Linked DNA regions of Thunnus thynnus: region 2 is linked to region 1. Evidence: chromatin contacts called from public Hi-C data. All regions are on one chromosome and are shown on one strand. Each heading gives the region's core, a stretch centred on a gene start, on an enhancer-like site or on the middle of the called end of the contact. The rest is flanking DNA. Distances are from core to core; before and after follow the strand shown.

Region 1 (7,084 bases), core at 1,160-3,659:
CAGTTGATCGATTCATTGCTGCAGCTCTGCATACATCTGTACAAAAACTGAGGAAACGTTTTGACATTTACATGCAGAGTTCAGCAGGTTTCCTCACAGCTCTGATCAATCAATTACTACAATGTACAGATGAATCTGTCAGCTGTTCTTTTGATTAATCGCTTCATTGATAAAATAACAGATAATAGTTTTAAGTTGCATCTTGGGCTTTTAGGAAACAGTGACTGACTTCTTTCTGACATTCTGACATCAACCGAAACATAACCACTAATCAATTAATCTAAAAATAATAACCAACATTGATAATGAGAATGATCATCAGTTGCAGTTTGTCCTCAGTATCTGACTGACCTCACCTGAGGCTCAGCGTACCTGACAGCAGGTTTGCAGACTTTTACCTGAGTGTCCTTCTGCGTTTATCTTCCTCACAGTGTTTGATGACCCCTCACACCTCTGCACACTAACAATCACAGAGTGTGTGTGTGTTGAAGCAGAGGACACTTAAAGTAATTCCTGTGTTTGTGTTAATATATCTGAGCTGCTGCTGCTGATACCCATCCAGAGGTCACCGTCCCCGCTCCCCGTTACCTGCCCGTCTCTACCTGCCCCGCTGCTCGCACTGATGTTAAAATATGCGCACAGGTAATTAGTGAGCCCTGCAGGCGGCAGCCATATTGCGCCACTATTTACAAACCCCGCATCCGCGCAGAAACGGCGCAGACGAACAAAGAGCGGAGGTCTGTGCGGGAATCTCAGGCGCTAAGCTAGCTGCTCTGCGGTAAAATGTCCGCGCGAACAAACAGCTCGTGAAACGGCTCGTGCAGCGGCGCCGGAGGCCTCAGTTTCTTACCGATACAGCAATCAGCGTCGCCGCATAACCTCGATCAACCGCCGTGACTCCAACTGATCCGCTCTGCCTCTGTTTAGCTGGCCGCTGCGCCAAGCTAGCTGCGCCAAGCTAGCTGCGCAAAGCTAGCTGCGTAAAGCTAGCCGCGCTAACATGGAGCAGGGTGGAAGAGAGGCGGCGCGCGCTTCAAAATAAGAGCACGAATTTTGATGCAGTGAAATAAAGGTTTTTAATATCGATTAATCCGTTGATTATTTTATGGAATAATCGGTTAGTTGTTTGATCCATAACATGTCAGAAAATGGTGAAAACTGTTTGTCACTGTTTTCCAAAACCCAAGATCATCAAATGTCTTGTTTTGTCCACAACACAAAAATATTCAGTTTACTGTCATAGAGACTAAAGAAACCAGAAAATATTCACATTTAAAAAGCTGGAATCAGAGAATTTGTACTTTTTCTTTTTTTTTTTTTTTTAAAAAAGTGACTCAAGACAATTAATCAATTATAAAACAGTTGATTAATTTAATAGTTGACAACTAGTTGATTAATCATTCCTAGTTCCAGGTGCTCAAATGTTTTAAAATACAACACATTGAAAGACACCAAACCACTTATTTTACTGCAATACTTTAACTGCATCGAGCTCATAATACTTATGTACTTCTACTGTAGTAGGATTTTTCATGCAGGACTTAAACTTGTAATTGAGTATTTTTATATTGCTGTATTAGTACTTTTACTGTAGTAGAGGATCTGAATACTCCTTCCACCACTAATTAAACCTCATTAAATTTGGAACAAACCTTGGTCAGCGCTTGTACGCAGTATTTTATTTTAAACCTTCTAACCGGAGGTGTAGTGTTTCCCGCCGGTTACCTTGACGCGGGTTGTTGTTGTTGTGCGGGTTCTTTCACCGCCGAGTCCCGCCTTTCTCCTCTTGCTAAATAGTGATCCCGAAGAGTGACGGCGGCGCGGTTTGCTGCTGACCTTCCTGCGAAATACTGAGACTCTCTGTTGACCTGTTTTTTCTCTCAGTCGGAGCAGAACAGCAGAACAGCTCAAACACGAACAGCATCTGGTCTTTTTTGTGAGCTCGGAATTTAAATTTAACGACACCGCACGCGTCACACATCGTTAAGTTAATCAAACCGCCACTGCATTGTAGTGCGGCGGCAGCGCGGCAGGCGGCGCTGTTGGCTGGATACAACGAGAGGCGGTAACTGTAAATGTTTTAACTGATCCAGAGTCAGATCTGATAGCTGCTAACTGTGTAACAGAGAAACCTACTTAAATAAGCGCTGATCGGGGAACAGCTCCAATCACTGTATCATACGTTGGAGGCGGCGCCGCGCGCCAGGGAAGTTGCGTTGGTTTGGATGCCATTGACGGTCCGTACGGGCGGTGTTTGTCGATATAAACAGTAATAGACGGAAGCGCCGCTCACCCGCGTAACCCTGCTGATAAAAACACAATGACAAACTGTTAAATTACAATCAGAGCGGAGGAATTTTGGTGAAAAACGAAAGCCGAACCTCCTCTTACAGTTTACCGCTCCGTTAGCGAGTTTAGCTGAAGTCCATGATAGCGCAGACACATAGCTATAATCCACACAGCGGGACACCCTGGAAGAGACGGAGGCACCTCAGGAGGATGGACGGCAACACGGACTCCATGTGAAAATCGTCCCGGCAGGATGTGAGATGAACCGGGAGAAAACAGCGACCGAGGCCAACGACATCATGTTGGTCCGGAGCTCGGTGAGTTAGCCGTGTTAGCACTGTCGGCTAACGGAGGTCTCTACGAAAATAACCGTTAAAAATTAAAGATAAACAGTTGACAGCTGCCGGAATCTGGTGAATAACATTATACAACAGTAACACAATGGAGACGCTCGTCTGTCATGTAGGTGAACGACGGTTCATAATTCGGACGGTTAACGTTAGTTAGCTCGAATGCGATGTAACTCAACGTTAACCGGTAATTCTCTTTTTCACTTAACTTAACGTTAGCTAGTTAACGGTAAGTTCAGGTCAAATGACGATTTCACAGTTTATCAAGTGAGTCTTAAACCAACAGTCAGGAGCCTAAATGAACATTAAAGCTGTTTTGTTTGCTGTAATCATTCCTCCTGTTCATACTGACCATTAGAAGATCCCTTCATAATGACCTTACAATGGAAGTGATGGAGGACAAATGTATTTAAAAGTTTATCTGAAGCTAATATGAAGCTTCAGCGTCTAAATGAGTCAAATCAAGTAGATATCTTTCAACGTTACAGTCTTTTTAGTGCCAAAGTTCCCCTTTTTGTTACTATACTTCCACCTGCAGCTCAACAGGGAAACACTGTCCGAGGAAACACAAAGAGGGAATTTGATGCTAAAAAGACTGTAAATGTGTCAGATATCCACTTGATATGACTAACTCAGACTGCTGAAGCTGAATAGAAGCTTCACATCAACTTTTAAATGACTGTGTGGACACACTGTGGATTTGAAGGATCATTTAATATCCAGTATGAACAGGAGGAATGATTACAGACACCTGACTGCTGGTTTAACTTGTCCTTTAACCACAATAATTAGATAACGCTGCCTAGTTTCATGGGAACATATCTGACTGCTCTCTGTGTGTGGAGGAGTCAGATGTTTACCTGATGGCGGTTTGAACACCTGTTTGCAAATGAAGGCTGTTTATCAGCAAATGTACACAAACAAACTCTACACAGAACAAACTTTGACTCTGCTAAATGATAACTTTCATACCGATTTACTATGGTATCAATTTGCATGTAACTGATTCCTCAACGGGCCCTTCATGTCGGTTTAGTATTTTACAGCTGCGTCATATAAACCAAATATAAAAGGTGAAACTTTGTGTTGAAAGCAGCTTCTACTGGGTCTCTGCCCTTTCAATGAAAACATGATGCATTTGACAGTAAATATTTCTATATATAATTATCTCATTCTTTCATATGTGTAGTTTAAAATAAAGTTTTCCACTGGACTATTAGTTGTGAAATACATTCAGCTTCACATCAGATAGTTTAAGACCACAACTAACTATCACTTTCGTTTACAAAATGTGAGAAATGTAAGTTCCCACAGCCCCGGGCGATGTCTTCAAACGCCTGAATCTCTATGAGCTCCAGTCTAAAACCCAAATACATTCAGTTTACAGTGATATAACAGAGAAAAACAGAGAAATCCTCACATTTGGAGAAACTGGAACCAAAGAACTTTTAGTGTTTTTGTGTGAAACATCACAGTTAGTGATCAGCTGGAGGACGTCTGGCTTACCTTTCTCAGTCTGATGCCACTCTGTCTCAAGACAAGACTCCGATTCATTTTCTGTCAACTGACAAATCAATGAATCAATGTTTCAACTCTAAAATAGTAAAGAAATACTTGTAGTTTCATTTTGATTCCACGTGACAAATTAAATGTCATCATGCAGCTCTCTCTCTCTCTCTGCAAGGATGAGAAACACTCCGACTACAGTACAGTCGGTATCAGCTGCCTGTTGTTTACCTGTGAAGCCACATCACAAACAGCCTCACTGATAATAATATGAGGAAAGTATAGAAGAGCAGATACAGGATATCAGCTTATTTAGACTGTTTAGTTTGTTAAAGCTGCTCTGGTTGAAACATAAACACACGTTTAGCATCTGCAGGTTAAGCTAACCTGTTGTTGCTAACTGTGGAGCTAACCTTCACTTTACCAGCAGCCGGTGAAACAACAGACGAGACTTTTCTTGGTCTTGAGAAGCCGCAGCATTTATTAACAGACACGCTGTCGTGAGACTGATAACTTCCTGTTAACCTCTTCCTGCTCTGCTCTACATCCACCCTCACTTTTCCGCCGCTCGCTCTCTCGCTCAACCGCTACGCACACACATGAAGCACTGCCCCGTTCTTTAAAAGGTACAGATTTAGATTAGTTCATATGTGTCATCACCGACAGCTGTGCAGTTTTCACATCTGTCAGATTCGATGCAGTGTGGTGTATCATTAGTGTGAATGTTTTTACTACGTAGAGCATAAAACTCACACTCAGTTTGGATATTCAATTAAAATGTTGGACAGTAGATGATTTGAATATTGTCATCGATAACAGCGTTTTCTACCTGTCATCAGTTTGTACGCTTATACGTTTAAGTTTTTGCCCACAAACTTTGCTCCAAGTTTGCATGTTTCACACACTGAACAGCAGCCTGAACATTCAGATTTCTGACTGCAGAACCTGCTCGACAAGTGAGTGTTTTCCTACACAGACTCTGCAGCTCCGAGTCTACAGGTTCAAACTTAAAGGGTCATTCTGCTGATTTTCTATATTTGTCTCTTTCAGAAATAATAAGTAACTTCAGATTGTACAACGACACACGATACATAAATTACTACATAGATTTCTTAAAAACATGACTTTATTTCTTCAGCTTTTAAATGTTCTGCTAAATCTCTCATCCAATGATGGCAGCAGACTGTTTCTGGATCACAGATGATGAGAGTAGCGAGGTCAAAGGTCACATTCATCTTCATCAGCCAGTCATACTGTCGGAGCGAACTGTCGGTGCAGGATGTTAAGAGGAGAGCAAGAAGAAGACTTTCGTTTCGATCTGATCGGACAGGAAGTGAGGTGATTCTCGCAGATGAATCTTTAATGCTTCTTCTTCTTCTTCTTCTGGCCGCAGCACGGCCGAGGACGAGCCAGAGTGACTCATGCGGTGGTGGTGATCTTCCTGGAGTTCTTCGCCTGGGGGCTGCTGACCACGCCCATGCTGACTGTGAGTAAACACGCCAAAACATCCCCTTCATGAGGTAAACATGCACCAGCAGCTGCAGGGTGTTTATTTGGTTTCACACGTCTCTCTGTGATGAAGACGAGTCTCTTCTGATAACAGATGTTTTTGTGCTTCTCCTCATTTCTGTCCTTATTTCTGTCATAGTTGTTGTTGTTGTTTGATGTTCAGATGATCGGTTGGATTTCTGGCAGATCAGAAATGAATTTTAAGTCGTCTGTCTACAGTTTGATCAGATCCTTGATCACATTTCCAACATGGCTGCTGTTACAAACTGTCGTGAGCTTGTTTTGAATCTGATTGGAGGATGTTTGCTGTTGTGGTTAAACCGTCGAGATGGAAAAACTTAATCTTCACATCAGAATCCTCCAGACATCTGCAGCTCCACATTCGTTCATACTCACTGTTCTCTTTCTATTGTTGAGGATGATGTCGTCTTCTTTGAATAAACTTTATCGGTTTCATGTTTATATTCAGGTGTGAGCTCAGCCAGTCAGTGTAAGAGTGAAAGTTGCACGTCTGGCTGTGCAGAGAGGGAGATTAAAAACGTCTAGTGTGAGTTCACACGACATAAAAGCTTTGATAAGATGCAAAGCGTCTCTGATAAAACATGATCCTCGACTCTGAAGGTTCATCAGACGCCAAAACATTTTCCAGCTGTGGAAAGACTCAAACAGTGGAGATGCATCGTTCATGTTAAAGTCCCTGAATGTGAGCTTGTGTATATCTGATTGGATAACGTGGTGCTTTGCTGCAGGCTCAACTTTTATGCAGACGACCCTCTGATTTATAATTATCAAAACAGCTGGCAATGCAAAAAATGGAGGCAAAGTTAAATTTGTCTCCTTTGTTGCTGATCTGATGTTGTGACTCATAACTGTAATAAGATCTGAACCTTGAGTTTTCTGATTGCGGTAAAACTAACTGTGGTTTATCATGTAACACGAGTCACTTCCTCTTGATGGATTTTTATAACTTTGAGCATTTCTTGCTTAAACTAAACACGTCCTGGACGATGAAGCTGATATTCATCTCAGCTCCCGTGAATGAAGTGAGGTTTGATAAAGCAGTTGTGAGGATGTGTCCCGTCACGTCTGCTGCTGCATCACACAGATAAAAAGGCTCAGTATGTGTGACTAGTGTGTAACAGGCGAGTTAACTAATGTTTCCATAGCGTATTTTTTACATTAGTCACATAGCTGGCTCATTAAAACACTCTTTAACACGCTCCATGGCCATCAGTGTGCGTGTGTGTGTGTGTGTGTGTGTGTGCGTGTGTGTGTGTCTGTGTGTGTGTGTGTGTGTGTGTGTGTGTGTGTGTCTGTGTGTCTGTGTGTCTGTGTGTGTGTGTGTGTGTGTGTGTGCGTGTGTGTGTGTCTGTGTGTGTGTCTCTGTGTGTGTGTGTGTGTGTGTGTGAGTGAGTGAAGATAAGAAGTTA
Region 2 (7,084 bases), core at 3,030-5,529, 170 kb after region 1:
TGACTGTATTTACACTATATACACATTTATACACTATCAACCATTAAAGCTAGAATATGTAATTATTCCACATTAAAATGTCTAAAAACAACTAGACCTATGTTATATATGTTGTTGAGTTGTGTTCTTACATTCAAACTCAGAGAAATCTGTAATTTAATCAAAGTAACAGACCGTTTCATTTGGTCGCCTGTCGATGGCGTCATACCTCCTCTACCAAAGAGTAAACACGCACCAGATGCATACGGCGGCGCTGTGTTTGTCCGCTACAATGGCGTCTACCAAAGAGTAACTTACACACATACAAGATAATACATCGGCGTTGTGGTTGTTCCACACAAACTGTTATAAATGGACTTTTATTCAGTTTTAAGCCACATTTTCATGATAAATTTAGGTGGTTTTTAACTATATCTTTTAGCCGGAAGAAGGATTTTAGTCATTGGACGTCTGGATCTTAAGTTATCAGAGAAATAAACTGGACAAACGTTAGCAGCAGCTCGGCTAACAGCCCCTCCAGGAAGTCCGGTGGTCACCAACCATCGGCGGAGAAATATTGATTTTTTAGGTGAAACAGCTTTAATTAGGATTTAACAACGAAGACAACAACTCCCATGATCCCTTGCTACTTCACACCATCATCACACTCCGTCTTTTGTTATTGTTTTGATTGAGACCCCAGCGGCTGAAATGACATATTGTGCGTTTAAAACTACATAAACACAACATACATATTGATGTAACTTCACAGACTGTGCTGCCTGCTGTTAGTGTTTTTACTTCAGTGCGTCTGATTTGCTTTAGCGTGTAAAATGAGCTGCTGTTTGTTGGTAAAGTTCAACATGTGGACTCAGTGTTGAACTGTGCAGAGAACCAATCAGAAGAAAAACTGTAAACTGTTCCTTTAATCAGCTGATAAATAGAATTATGTTCTTTAACAGTTTATGAGACTCTGCTGTCGGTCAGTACAGGCTGTGAATCGGTAAGATCGAAGTGTTTTTGGTCATTTCCATGAGTTTCTGTTTCAGTGTTTGTTTCTGGACTTTAAACCAGACGTATCGAGGGTTTTCTACGGGAGGCGGCTCTCCCGTCCCCGTCCACTCCACCTTCTCTCCGTCCTCGTTGCGTTGGACGCGGTCGGGCGTCAGCGCCACCAGCGTGTTGAAGCAGACGCCGTCGGTCTCGCCGTGCTGCCGGCCGTTGTGCTGCAGGCTGAAGACGCCCAGCGTGTTGACGTCGTGGTCGTAGTACGACGACGGCATGGCTTCCTGCACCACCATGTTGGCCGCCCACGTCACCGCGTGGGTCTTCACCGCCGCCGCTGTGGGGAGGTGGAGCGCCGGGGCTGCGGGACAGAGGACGGAGTTTTAGTGTTTGGTTTTTAGACTCAGGACTGTGGAGTCTCCTGGTGAACTGTTTGCTACCTTTGATGAGCAGGATCCAGACCTGCTCTTGAGCGTTGGTGAAGACCAGGACGAGTCTCTGCAGCACGTGACGGCAGCTCAGGTCTACAGGTAATGTGACAGGATGCCAGGGAGTCTTACGGTACCTGAACGCAGCACAAAAGCCAGAGTTGCTATCAGAACTCACCTTCATCCCTTTTATCTATTTGTACGACTAATTTCACACCTGCTGAGTTCTTCATGAAATGAAACAAAACTGAGTAGCAGAGAAACACTGAGAGAGTTTAAAGTCGTACTTGAGTCCACATTCGATGAGACGGAGGATGTCTCGTCCTCTCAGAGGGAGGACAGACTGTCTGTCCCACCAGGCGGCCTGAAGAGACTCCTGATCTGCTGCCGACAGACTCTTCATGGTTCCACCTGAGAGACAGCGAGTCCTCATCAGTACACAAGTACAAGTGTGTGTGTGTGTGTGTGTGTGTGTGTGTGTGCGAGCCCTCTGACCTGTGATGCGGGCCAGGAAGATGAAGCGGATCCACTGTGGTCCCTGCTCCTGGATCAGCAGCAAGGTGATTGGATCACAGTCAAACCCCGCCTCCTCCTTCACCTGCAGATGAACACAGATGTAACTCAGGTAAACAGGACAGGTGTGTGTGTGTGTGTGTGTGTGTGTGTGTGTGTGTCTCACCTCCCTCCTCAGCGCCTCCTCCAGGCTCTCCCCCACCTCCACCCTCCCTGCAGGCAGGTACCACTGCTTATAACAGTCCTGCTTCGCCTCCTGAACCATCAGCACCTCCTCCTGATGGACACACACACACACACACACACACACACACAAAATACAAAACATAATAATAATAATATTAATAATCTTTATTCTGCACAAATGTGGAAACTTGCCTCATCACAGTAAATCACAGGACAGACAGTAACGGTGTTTATGAATAAATTAAGTTATTGCATTTGGTATGAAAGACTTTTTGTAAAGGTTCTTGGTTGCTGCAGCGACTCTACATCCCAGTTATTTCTCATCTTTCCCAATAATTTTACTGGTCGTGTTTTTGTTCTCAGCACCCCGGAGACCAAACTACATAAACATATTCAACGTTAAAACACTTTCAACAAGAATTCTCTAGAATGTTCTTGCTCATATTGTATGAATCAAGCTCTGCGTTACTTTAGGAAACGAAAAAATCATGTATAATAAGAACTACATTATTTTTTTTATTGATTTATTTATGCAAATATGTATTTTTTCTTTTGATTTTGAACTTTCTTTATTATGAGTTAATGAATATTTTTTGTGTTAAATGTGTAAAAATTCTGTTGGAAAAAAAATAAACTAATTAGAAAACAGACAGCGTTGTCTGATTATTTTAAAGGAACAGTTCAACAATTTGGAAAATCTTTGTTTCTGATGTTTCTCGTCGATAAGCTGCTGATTCTGCAACCGATCAACCAGAAAAAAAACACAAAAACACAACAACTGAATGTTTGATCAGATGCAGATTTTTGCATTTTGATTTTTTTGATCGAATTTTATGCAGGTTTTTAATATTCAAAATAAAAACTAAAACACATAGAAGATAAATGAACAATGATCTCATGTGTGCATCACTTCAACCTGATGAATCTTTATATTAACGTCGCTACGAGAGCTGCAACAATCAGTCGATTGATCAATTAGTTGCCGACTATTAAATTAATCTCCAACATTCTGTTATCGATCGTTGTGACTCGTCCGTCTCGCAGTAATCTGCTACCTTGTCGTTGAAGATGACGGCGCAGACGATGAAGGTGACGGTCTTCCTCAGAGTGGCTGGTTTGCTCTGGTCCAGAGCCACGTCACACCCGGTGACCTCTGACCCCTGACCGCTCAGCAGCCTCTCCACCTGCTCCTCAACCTGCCGCCGCTCCTCCTCCGTCACCTCCATGGCTGCAGACACACACACACACACACACACACACACACATATTAAAGGATCATTCTGCTGATTTTCTGTATTTTTCTTCATGTTTGGATCCAAACCAACAATAAACTGATCTACTAACAAGTATTGTGTGTGTATCAAAGCTGATATATCTTATTCCTCCTCTGACAGTTTATTTAATAAAGGTTATAAATGGAACTCAAGTACAGTATTTTCTTTTTTATAGAACTTTGAGTCCTCATGGTTCTCATGTTCAGAAAATACATTAAACATTAAAGCTGAAGTCCAGTTATTTCTGTGATCTGCAGGAAGCTTTTTATCCAAGGGAGTGATGACATATGACTTTTCATTTGTAATAGCTTTAAATTAATCGCGTTATTCTTCTTTGCTTGCAATTTTTCTCAATTCCCGCAATTTCGCCGCAAAAAGAGACATAAAACATCACAAATTGTATCATACATTTTGAGAAAAGCAGCTGTAAAATCAAACATTTGCAGCTGCTGCTCTGTTTTGACATTTGACACCTTCACAGCAAACCGGAAGTAGTGAAACTCTTCCTCAATAATCACCAAAAAAAAACTTATTTTTGTGATTATTGTGATTTTCAGACAGTTTCCTCCTTCAGCGGATGAATGAAAACAAACTGTTCATCCATCATTCAGCACAGAGAACAAACATCCAGCTGAAGGAACAAGAAGAAAAACGTGTATCTGAGAGGAAAAGGAACTTTAAGTTGACAGAAATTCGTGAATAATTTGTCCGGTTTTTTCGTTTTTGAGACGTTTCCCGACAGGAAGTGATATCTGTCAAACACTCGGAATAAAATCACAAATTAAACTACGGACCTTCGTGTGATTCCCTGCTCTGTCAGCTCCTCTCTGCTTCCTGCTGCTGCTGCTGCTCTGTTTTGACATCTGACACCTTCACAGGAAACCGGACGTACTGAAGCTCTTCCGGTTCGGACGTTTCAAAACAGAAGCATCGATGCATATTTATTAACACTAGCACAGTTTGACCCATGCTATATGCTGTCTATATTTACATAATGATGTACTAACATTTAGCAACGCCTGTTAATCGTTAACAAAAGCTCTCAGCGGCCTTTCTACTGCGTCGGGCGCATAAATTGGTATTTTATGTTGAAGTCATTTACCGGAAGTCAGTTGTATTATAACGTGTCCGGCTTCACGCCGTGTCGTAACGTTTGTTAAGGTCACTGTTTACATCATTCAACGACTCTAACAATAAGTCTTCTCTCTCTGACGATCAGCTGACAAACAGACACAAACTGGTGAGTTCACATTTTAACTGTTTAATTACGAGTTAACGTCGTTTTAGTTTAATTCAGTGTTTGCAGCTTACTGAGAGTTTCTGATTGGTTTTATTGCAGTTAAAATCAGTAACAGTGGTGGAAAGTAACGTTAACTAAGTATATTTACTTCAGCACAGTTTGCTGTATCGGTACTTTTATTTAAGTAAAGGATCTGAGTACTTTTCCACCACTGGTTTGCTACTGGTTTTACTGCTAGTACTAGTTGCAGCCTACTAATATTTAAACTACTAGTTTTAACTGTACTCCCGCTACTGCCACCAGTACCACCAGATAATTGATCACTATTCAAATCAACTAATATTTTCTGATTGATTGGTAATTCTGTTATAAATGAGCAGCATTAATACTAATGTTGAGGATGAGCTGAGACCATGATGGTCAAACAGTACATAAAGTACTAAACAATGTTATTTATTCTATTTAATGTAGTTTTTCTGTCTTTTTTTGTCTGTTATTGTACATAATTAGATTCTTTTACTCTTGCAGGGTTAAAGTTCAGAGATCAGATTCTTCACAGGACGTCCTGCTTCTCAGCCAATCAGAGCTCCGCCTGCCCCCCCCCTGCGCCGGGCTCAGAGACGGGGCTGTTTGTAGAGTCGCAGCCTGAAATATTAACAGAAAAGAGACAAAGTGGAGCATCGTGGTGCGTTCAGAGTCCTCGGTGTTCCTCCTCTAAACGGTCTGTGTTGAGTTTTAAACGTGACAAACACAGTCAGAGCTCAACGTCGCCTTCAGTGTCAGTGTACATCATAAATCTGCCCTCAGACTGACATCAGAAGAAGATCAGTCATCTCCTGAGAGCTGAAAACTGTTCTGACTTTGTATTTGTAGGGAGAAGTTGGACATTAGAGGAGCTGCAGTTAAAGATACTCCAGTACTGGTGTCAACATGTCCTTCTAGCTTCCTGCAGACCTGCTTTCTGGTTATTTCTCTGTTGTTAAAGAAGATTCTGTCTCGTCTGATGTCGCGACACAGCAAGCTGCAGAAGCAGGTTCTGGCTCTGTACCGGCAGTTCCTGCGAGCCGGTCAGGACAAACCGGGCTTCATCCCCCGGATCCGCGACGAGTTCAGAGAAAACGCTCGTATCAAGAAGACGGACGTGATGCACATCGAGTATCTGTACCGACGTGGCCAGAGGCAGCTGGAGCAGCTGAAGGACACCAACACCAAACAGCTGGGCTCCTTCTCCAAACCCAAAGAGCAGAGCTGACCTCTGACCTCTGCACCACGTCATGTGACCCTGAAACACACCGACAAATACCTCACAAAGACAGTTATCACCGAAATATCATGCTGAGATGCTGCGTTCAAGTCCACTGGGGAAACACATTTCCTGCTGAGGCTGCTCAATGTGAAAAAAAACATGTGATGTGATAAACTTCATTAAAGAGTGACATGAACTGTGATACAGACATTTAACTGTCTCTGAATAAACGTCGTTTGACTTCATACAACTGTAACAAGAGACTCTGTAATGTGGACAAAACTGTGATGTGGAAAAAATTAATATTGTAGTAATTACCACAGTAAAATTACCCATAATTCAGTGTGTTTATATGCACCAAGTATCCTGGTTAAGGCTGGAGTACTCTGACAGAGACCAGGATACTGTTGCCTGTAAACACCAGGGGCCACATGCATAAAACTCAGAAAGCCAGAAACCAGAAATATGCAGCCGTATTCTTTTTTATCAGATTTATAAAGCTGTGCGTATGCAGTCATTGTGGAACTGGGCGTGTGAGCCTCATTACTACTCCCACAATAAACCATTAATGGATGAAGATGCCCTGAATCAGCTGTTTCATATCAATTCACTGCCTGTGTTGCACCAGTGATGATCTCCTACAGCAGAACAGCTGTTATTACATATCAGTTTCATGCATGTGGCTCCAGATCCAGGTGTCTGATCATGTGACTCATCAACTCAAGTAACAAAGTAGTTAGTCAGTAAAACAAGAAACATGATGTAATGATGATCAACAAGCTGAAATAAAGGAAAGTCTGACTGAAGACATGCAGAGTTGAGCTGCAGCTCAGCAAAATGTCAAGTAAAACGGTAAATGGACTGTACTTGTATGGCGCCTTTCTAGTCTTTCAACCGCTCAAAGCGCTTTTTACACTACGAGCCACATTCATACACCGAATGTGTACAGGGGGGCTACCATGCAAGGTCCCAACCTGCCTATCAGAGGAATCTAATCATTCACACACTGATGGAACAGCCATCAAGTCAAGTCAATGACTTTATTCGTCCGGTTTGAAACTGTTTCTGAGCGACTGCCGGCGGAGGATTTCCTCCTTCCTGAGACGCGTTATGGTAAAAACATGTTGGTGCAGCACATGTAGTAAAACTGCAACAGTACAGAGAAGATTGGTGCGGTCATGAATTTAAAGATATTTTTAACACAATGCAATCT

What was found. A called contact is a pair of places that touch in the nucleus more often than the background predicts.
Region 2: a Hi-C map of heart shows a contact between it and region 1, with 6 times the contacts expected there. The contact joins the promoter of nudt18 here to the promoter of spinb in region 1. A contact is called at or near these places in 2 of 3 Hi-C or Micro-C datasets (heart and muscle).

Annotation. Positions count from the first base shown.
Region 1 is chr2:39,016,092-39,023,175 of fThuThy2.1, forward strand. spinb (spindlin b) reads right to left here and starts at 2,410. Exons shown (of 7, transcript XM_067573816.1): 1 at 2,392-2,410. mfsd14bb (major facilitator superfamily domain containing 14Bb) reads left to right here and starts at 2,470. Exons shown (of 12, transcript XM_067573767.1): 1 at 2,470-2,606; 2 at 5,539-5,631. The coding sequence starts at 2,550.
Region 2 is chr2:39,189,061-39,196,144 of fThuThy2.1, forward strand. It overlaps nudt18 (nudix (nucleoside diphosphate linked moiety X)-type motif 18), which reads right to left and starts at 4,280. Exons shown (of 7, transcript XM_067573987.1): 1 at 4,180-4,280; 2 at 3,167-3,339; 3 at 2,092-2,202; 4 at 1,908-2,010; 5 at 1,700-1,823; 6 at 1,425-1,549; 7 at 1-1,345. The coding sequence starts at 3,337. The coding sequence ends at 963. sdhaf1 (succinate dehydrogenase complex assembly factor 1) reads left to right here and starts at 4,493. Exons shown (of 2, transcript XM_067573999.1): 1 at 4,493-4,625; 2 at 5,154-6,677. The coding sequence starts at 5,629. The coding sequence ends at 5,877.